Regions from separate parts of the Sus scrofa genome. Here region 1 is linked to region 2. The links are chromatin contacts, called in public Hi-C maps. All regions are on one chromosome and are shown on one strand. Each heading gives the region's core, a stretch centred on a gene start, on an enhancer-like site or on the middle of the called end of the contact. The rest is flanking DNA. Distances are from core to core; before and after follow the strand shown. Region 1 overlaps LOC102164776. Region 2 overlaps LOC102164776.

Evidence for each region. Hi-C and Micro-C count contacts between places; a contact is called where the count stands out from the background.
Region 1: a Hi-C map of fetal liver shows a contact between it and region 2, with 2.2 times the contacts expected there. The contact joins two enhancer-like sites. A contact is called at or near these places in 18 of 47 Hi-C or Micro-C datasets (alveolar macrophages, brain, embryonic fibroblasts and 12 more) and 1 of 2 datasets of contacts at active chromatin or transcription factors (skeletal muscle).

Annotation. Positions count from the first base shown.
Region 1 is chr9:49,519,465-49,522,400 of Sscrofa11.1, reverse strand. All of the region lies in intron 1 of LOC102164776, which reads left to right. Among named protein-coding and RNA genes, the nearest start is that of UBASH3B, 110 kb to the left of the region's middle. Within about 2 kb of position 1,535, at least 3 of the 83 cell types and tissues checked have an H3K27ac peak or open chromatin away from gene starts, as enhancers often do. A contact at or near this core is called in skeletal muscle, where this site is marked.
Region 2 is chr9:49,217,176-49,220,427 of Sscrofa11.1, reverse strand. All of the region lies in intron 3 of LOC102164776, which reads left to right. Among named protein-coding and RNA genes, the nearest start is that of MIR100, 61 kb to the right of the region's middle. Within about 2 kb of position 1,352, at least 28 of the 83 cell types and tissues checked have an H3K27ac peak or open chromatin away from gene starts, as enhancers often do. A contact at or near this core is called in skeletal muscle, where this site is marked.

The sequences.
Region 1 (2,936 bases), core at 286-2,785, 300 kb before region 2:
TACTGTGGCAATAGCCCCTGTTGGGGTTTTTGAGATCTTTAGTATTGGAGATTTAGTGAGGCGTGATGACTTAGGAATGTTCTGGATGTGATACTAGAGTGAACACTAATGGGCCCATGAGGGGCTCCACCAACTGGTCATAGCAAAGGAAGCTCAGGTGTGACCTTGAGGCTAGAAAACAGGACTAATAAAACACAGGTGTTGAGGAGTTTGTGTGGTGGTGCAGTGGAAACAAACCCGACTAGGAACCATGAAGTTTTGGGTTCCATCCCTGGCCTTGCTTCGTGGGTTAAGGATCGGCATTGCCGTGAGCTGTGGTGTAGGTCGCCGATGCGGCTCGGATCTGGCATGGATGTGGTGTAGGCTGGCAGCTGTAGCTCTGATGAGACCCCTAGCCTGGGAACCTCTGTATGCTGAAGGTATGGCCCTAAAAAGCAAAAGACAGAAAAAAAACCCCAAAACACAGGTGTTGAGGTAGGAGCAGCTCTCCCTCTCCGTGGACGAGTGCACATTTGGTGTCTTAGCAGATATTTCCAGTAACAACTCCAACAAGATGGTCGCCTTTCATCTGATTCAGGACAGCAGAAGCCATGGGGCTTATATGGGAGGCAGCTTCTAGCAAGGGATGGAGAAAGCTTATGACCTGTTGTGGATGGTTAATGCTGAGGCAGGGTTAGTCATTATGGCACATACTGTCCAGTGATGGCTTGGGAACTTGGCATTTCCAGTTTGCCCTGGACTGATCTCAGCGATGGGTTGTTGCGCATTATTGGCATAAAAATAGTCCCAGCGATAATCCCGCACACCAGGAAACACTTGAAAGTAAATCAGCACTCAGGTGCACCTTAGCCACATGATGATGCAGCACTAGGGGAGAGCTGGGCATTTTATACCCAGTGAGTAAACTCCAGCCAAGCCTGTGCCTGAAGAGAGAGGCGACCCTTTACCAAGCACGGCTCCTCAGTCTCTCCGTGAGGGAGCAACTAAATCAAGGTCTGACTGTTGAGAGATGGAAATTGCAGTGAGATTAAGGGAGCCAAAGAGTCATACAGCCGTCGCGAGCAAGTGGCCGATCAGTGGTTGGAATGGAGGTCCGTCTTCTGACTCAAAGTCCTGTGTTCTTTCCACCTCCCTCCTTTAAAAAAAAAAAAAAAAAAAAAAAAGTTTACCTCCAATTGTTTCCAAATGGAGGCATATGTTTGGGCTGGTGGTTGAGTCTGAAATAAATAGCTCCTTTTAGACTGTGGAGACAGCCAAATGCTTTCAATATGCTCCCAAGGTCGGTGATTGGGTTTGAATAGAAGCCAGATGTCCTGGATTCCAGAGCTATTTCCTCGTTGTTCCCCTTCCCCTTGCCCTCCCCCCCCAACCCAAGTCCTCTGTTAAGTGGAGGCCGGGAAGGGGAGCGGCCAGACGGAGTCTGCTTTGCCCATATTTTCCCTTTTGGAAGGCGGTGAGGGAGTAGTTGGGCTTGGGCTGGGAAGTGGACTGGAGGAAAGGAGCTGGGAAGAATGTGCAGTGGCTCCCTGCAGGCCAGCAGCATCCCTCGCCGCCTGACCTTTCTGTCCTCCTTCATCGCTGACAGCCCAGACGCGGCTTCCCGCGAGGAGGAAGTGCCCCGCAGTCAGTGTGCTGATTACTAAAACAGAACCATCATAACACTTGTCAGCTCTGCTTCCTCTGTACACTTTTTTTTTTTTTTTTCAATTTCTTGTTTTATTACTGTTTGTCAGACTGGGGAGGCTTTGAAGTTCTTTACAGATCTGACTTTTATCAGCGCATGTAGGAGTTGGAGGGTGGGAAACGGGGTGGATGCAACCCATCAAGATCTTCTATTCCACACCCAGCGAACTCGTCCCCCTCTGTCTTAGTGTGAAAGGGTTTTTGACATGGTGTTTCTATACGTGGCCTGCCTTCCAGATGAGAGAGTGACATCTATTGTCGTAATAGAGGGAGGAAATTATGATTACTTAATGATAGCGTGTCGCAGCTCGTCGCTTCTTTATTTTCCTTTTCAATACTTGCTGTCACAGCAACACACAATTGGCCTTCAATCCTGGGGCTGGTGGGACCCCGTGAGGTAACGGGGTGGTGCAGGGATGGCTTGACTGGTGAGCTGGTGGACTGGAATTGAACACACATGTTCTCCTGCCTGGCTCACCTCCCTGCGCCTAATGTGCTGGCCTCGAAAGCACTCTGGCCAGCTCGAACGTGTCAAGAGCATCCTTTGTCCTCCAGATTCTAATCTTTTCTTGTCTGGTTTGCTCTCAGCATCCGGAGGGCACTGTTTCTGGAGACGGTAAGCAAAGGTGGATGGGCCAGCCTGGTCAGTCTCTGCCACTGCCACCCCTGACATAGCTGTCTGGTGACGACAAAAGTCATTTCAATTCCGTTTAATAATCTGATGTTACTCCCTTTTGTTTAAACAACAAAATATAAAACATTCATTCCAACACACTACATCTTCCCCCATCTGGCCCAGATCCATCAAAACCCACCTCCCAGCTGCTTCCTATCGTTTGCCCCCAGCCACGTACATTTCTTTGTTTCCTAAAACAAACAAAAAAACAAACAAACCACTTTGTTTCCCCCCCCCCAAAAAATCAGTTTTAATCATGGAACGTTCCAAACATAGGAATAAGCCAGAGAAGAAGTCTCTTGTATTCATCCTATAAATGGGCAGGTATCAAACAAGATTATCACAAGTTAAAAACAGTGAAATACTCTTTATGAAAACTTAGAGCACCCAAAACTTGTCTTGTCCCCACCTGGTGAGCTGCTTCTGTTATGACCCAATATAGATCCCACTCCCTCTCCAGCCCCTCCCCCGTGACTTAGAACCACTCATTTATATGAGTTTCTGTTGCATGTTGGTACTCCTTAAATTATAATTTTCTGTCTTCATGTTGGGGTCTCTCACTAAACTGAGTTCCTGA
Region 2 (3,252 bases), core at 103-2,602:
GACTGGAGTTGAGGAAGGACATTCCAGGCTAAACAGAGCAAGTCCTAAGGCACAGAGGGTGAAACAACGCTATCTGCCTCCTCCTTCTGGAGTATATATACTCTGAGACTTTCTGCTGTTGAGACATCTGTGGTGTGAACCCTATTCCATTGCAGGCAGTAGATTGTAGGACAGACCCCAGACTCATTTACTAGTTGAGCAGACCCTGCTTTTTGCAGAAGGTGGAGAACAAATATGTCAAATGTTTTGCTTTTCAAGCAGTGCACAATTTTGCATATATGTATATGCACGTAAGTAAACACAGAGAATTGATTTATAAAACATCAGCCCTTAAGCATCTCGGATTGCTTCCCCACAAGAGAAGTAACGAAAGTAAACCAAATGGAAAAATAAGTAAAATTCCTTGCATTCCCTAAGTCTTATCCCTGAGCCAGCCCACACTGCTTCAGTAGAGGAGGTAAACTCTCTATGGCGAGTCTCAGCAGTTCACTGCTTTTGAATGTTATCTCTCAGAGGAGAGAGATTGTCCTATAGCCTCTGTGTGACACTTTTATCCCCTGCTTAGAATTTCCTGATTAAAGTTCTTCAAGTTATGCCACTGCATAAAATAAATAAGTAGAACCATGCTTTCTGCCCTTTGCGGCAGAGAAACTGAGGAGCCTGGGGTGTATGTGGGAGGGTATGTGTTTTGGAGGCAAGCTTACCCCGAGATAAGAACATCAAGAAGGTGGCTTCATCTGGCAGCTTTCAGTGGAGATAAATTTCTTTTTTGTGTGTCTTGTTTAAAAATGTTGCTTTCCAGAGCTCCACTGACAAGATTAAGTGGGGTTTTGTTCTTGTTTTGTTTTGGTGGTGGTGGCGGTGGTGGTGGTGGAGGTGGAGGTTTATTTGGGGACTTACACTTTACCCGTCAGCCGTCCATAGGTCAGAGTCTTTGAGCTCTAGGAGTGTTTATCTTGCCCTTTAAGTGAATACTAGATGTTGTTTTTCTTTTTCTTTGCATCATGCTTCCTGCAAGTACTGACCATTCAAGGATTTTACTCAGACCTATGAGGACCTATCTTGGTTTTTCTTTAGCAGAGACATGTCCATATCTGGCTGTGTGTGTCACCTGGGCAATATGCCATGTTGGGCACCATGTGGAGAGACCAGTCGGTCCCCTTTGCCTTTCTTGGCCCTAGTGCCTCTCTCTGAGGCGGAATCAATCCTTCATTTTCCTTGGGCCCCACAGAGGGTTGGCTTCTGCTCTCCTGCGCCACCTGCTGTAACCAGCTCCAAATGCACCCTTCCCAGGCTCCAGCCCCAGGCTCCCAGGAGGAGCCAGAGCCAAAACCTCAGACGAAGCAGATGTCATTTAGGCTGCCAGATTTCTGCCCCGGTCTTATCTGCGCTGCCTCCACTGGCTCACCCGATCAGAATCCCAAGTGTCCCCAGATGACATTGCCTCAAGTCACGCAGACCCTGAGCTCCTTGGCCAGAGAGGGGAGGCTGCCAGTTTGGGGGCTGGTGACCAGGGGCTCCTGCCAGCTTTCTGCATATGTGGTCAGTGGAGGCCAGCCTCTGCCCAGCAACAAAAACGCAGATGGACTTCTGTCACAATGTCAACATACCCAGGGCACTGATCCTTCCATGGGCTCTCCCACGTGTTCCCAACATGTTCCCTGATTGGGCCACTAGTTTTCTCCCAAGCTACTCAGGAAGTGTAAAATGTGTTGTGCTTTTTAGCACTCTGGACTTTTTTACATTCTCCCCAAATGGAGTGATTCTTCTGATGGAGGCACCGCAAATAAAGGAAAATGCTGCTTTTTCTTAGTTAGATGAAGTACCCCTGTTTATTCCCTATTCTAGGTTAGAGATCTCTGGATGGCCTGGGATTTTGGCATCTGTTTATTCTCTGTCAGCACAGTCTGGCACGGAGTAGGTGCTGCACGGCAGCTTATTGAATGCATACATTCTCTCTGGCCAAAATCCTTCTTGAAAGTCCTTTTCTAGTCATCTGTTAAAAATTAAAATGGTCAGATTTGGGGTTCTGATAGTTCATACCTGATTTAAGCCTGAAAAAATGAAGGCTGACTTGGTAGAAAGAAATGAGTGATAGCAGTGATTTTTTTTTTTTTTAAGGCTGTACTTGTGATATATGAGTGTTCCCAGGCCTAGGGGTCGAATCAGAGGTACAGCCGCCAACCTACGCCACAGCAACACAGGATCCGAGGGACCTACACCACAGCTTACTGTAATGCCAGATCCCCAACCCACTGAGTGAGGCCAGGGATCAAACCCGTATCCTCATGGATACTAGTCGGATTCGTTTCTGCTGTGCCACAGTAGGAACTCCCATCAGTGATTTCTGAGGGTGCTCTGATAAGAATGAAGACAGTTACCAGTTGTTATTGCATGAGGTTGAAAGAAATAATGTCTGCATGTGGGATCAGATACGAGTTAGAACTTCCTGAGTGCAAAGGTTACAGGAGACTCTTATAAATGACACATGGGGGTTTATGCCAGCAACTTCTCCAATGATAGGTACACATCCATTTAGTTCAGCAAATCTTTACTCTCCTCCTCCATTGCACCAACCCCGCACTAGAAGCTGGAGTTTAAAAGACTGATAAAGTACGTGCCTGACCACAAAGAAGACTTGAGACAAATGACATTGAACAAACTTCAATGTCATGTCCCAAGCGCTAAGAGAGAGACGTGCCTGGGGCATTGTGGGAACATGATGAAGAGGCACAGACTCCAGCTGTGTAGTCAGAGAGGGCTTCCTGGAGGAGATGGTACATGGACTGAGGTGAGAAATGTCTCAGTGAATAAAATGGAGTCACTGCAGGTCAGGAAAAGTGAACAGCTAGACTAATTGATGTAGAAACCCTTTCAGACCATAGAAATTTCATTCAGCCCTTTTGAGTTGAGTCATCTGAAAAATATTGTCCTGCAGGACGTGTGTTACAATCTTGGTGGCAAAAAGGGGCTCCATTTTCTCATTTTCTGTTCCATGTTTGATCTGACACGTCATCGGGATAGCATTTCATCATTTGAGGAGGAAAAAGGTAAAGGAGGGGACTTATTTTCTTCTGCATCCAAGGGTCATGGGCCCGTGAGCAGCCTGCTCCAAAATTCAGCACACTGCAGAGCGAGCATGGCCTCGATGCATCAAACTTGACATATTTGGGGGCTGTCCGTGGGGACTCTAGACCGGGCATTCTCTGTACCATCCAGGAGGCCCCAGCGAGGAAGGCTGGGGCCGGCCTG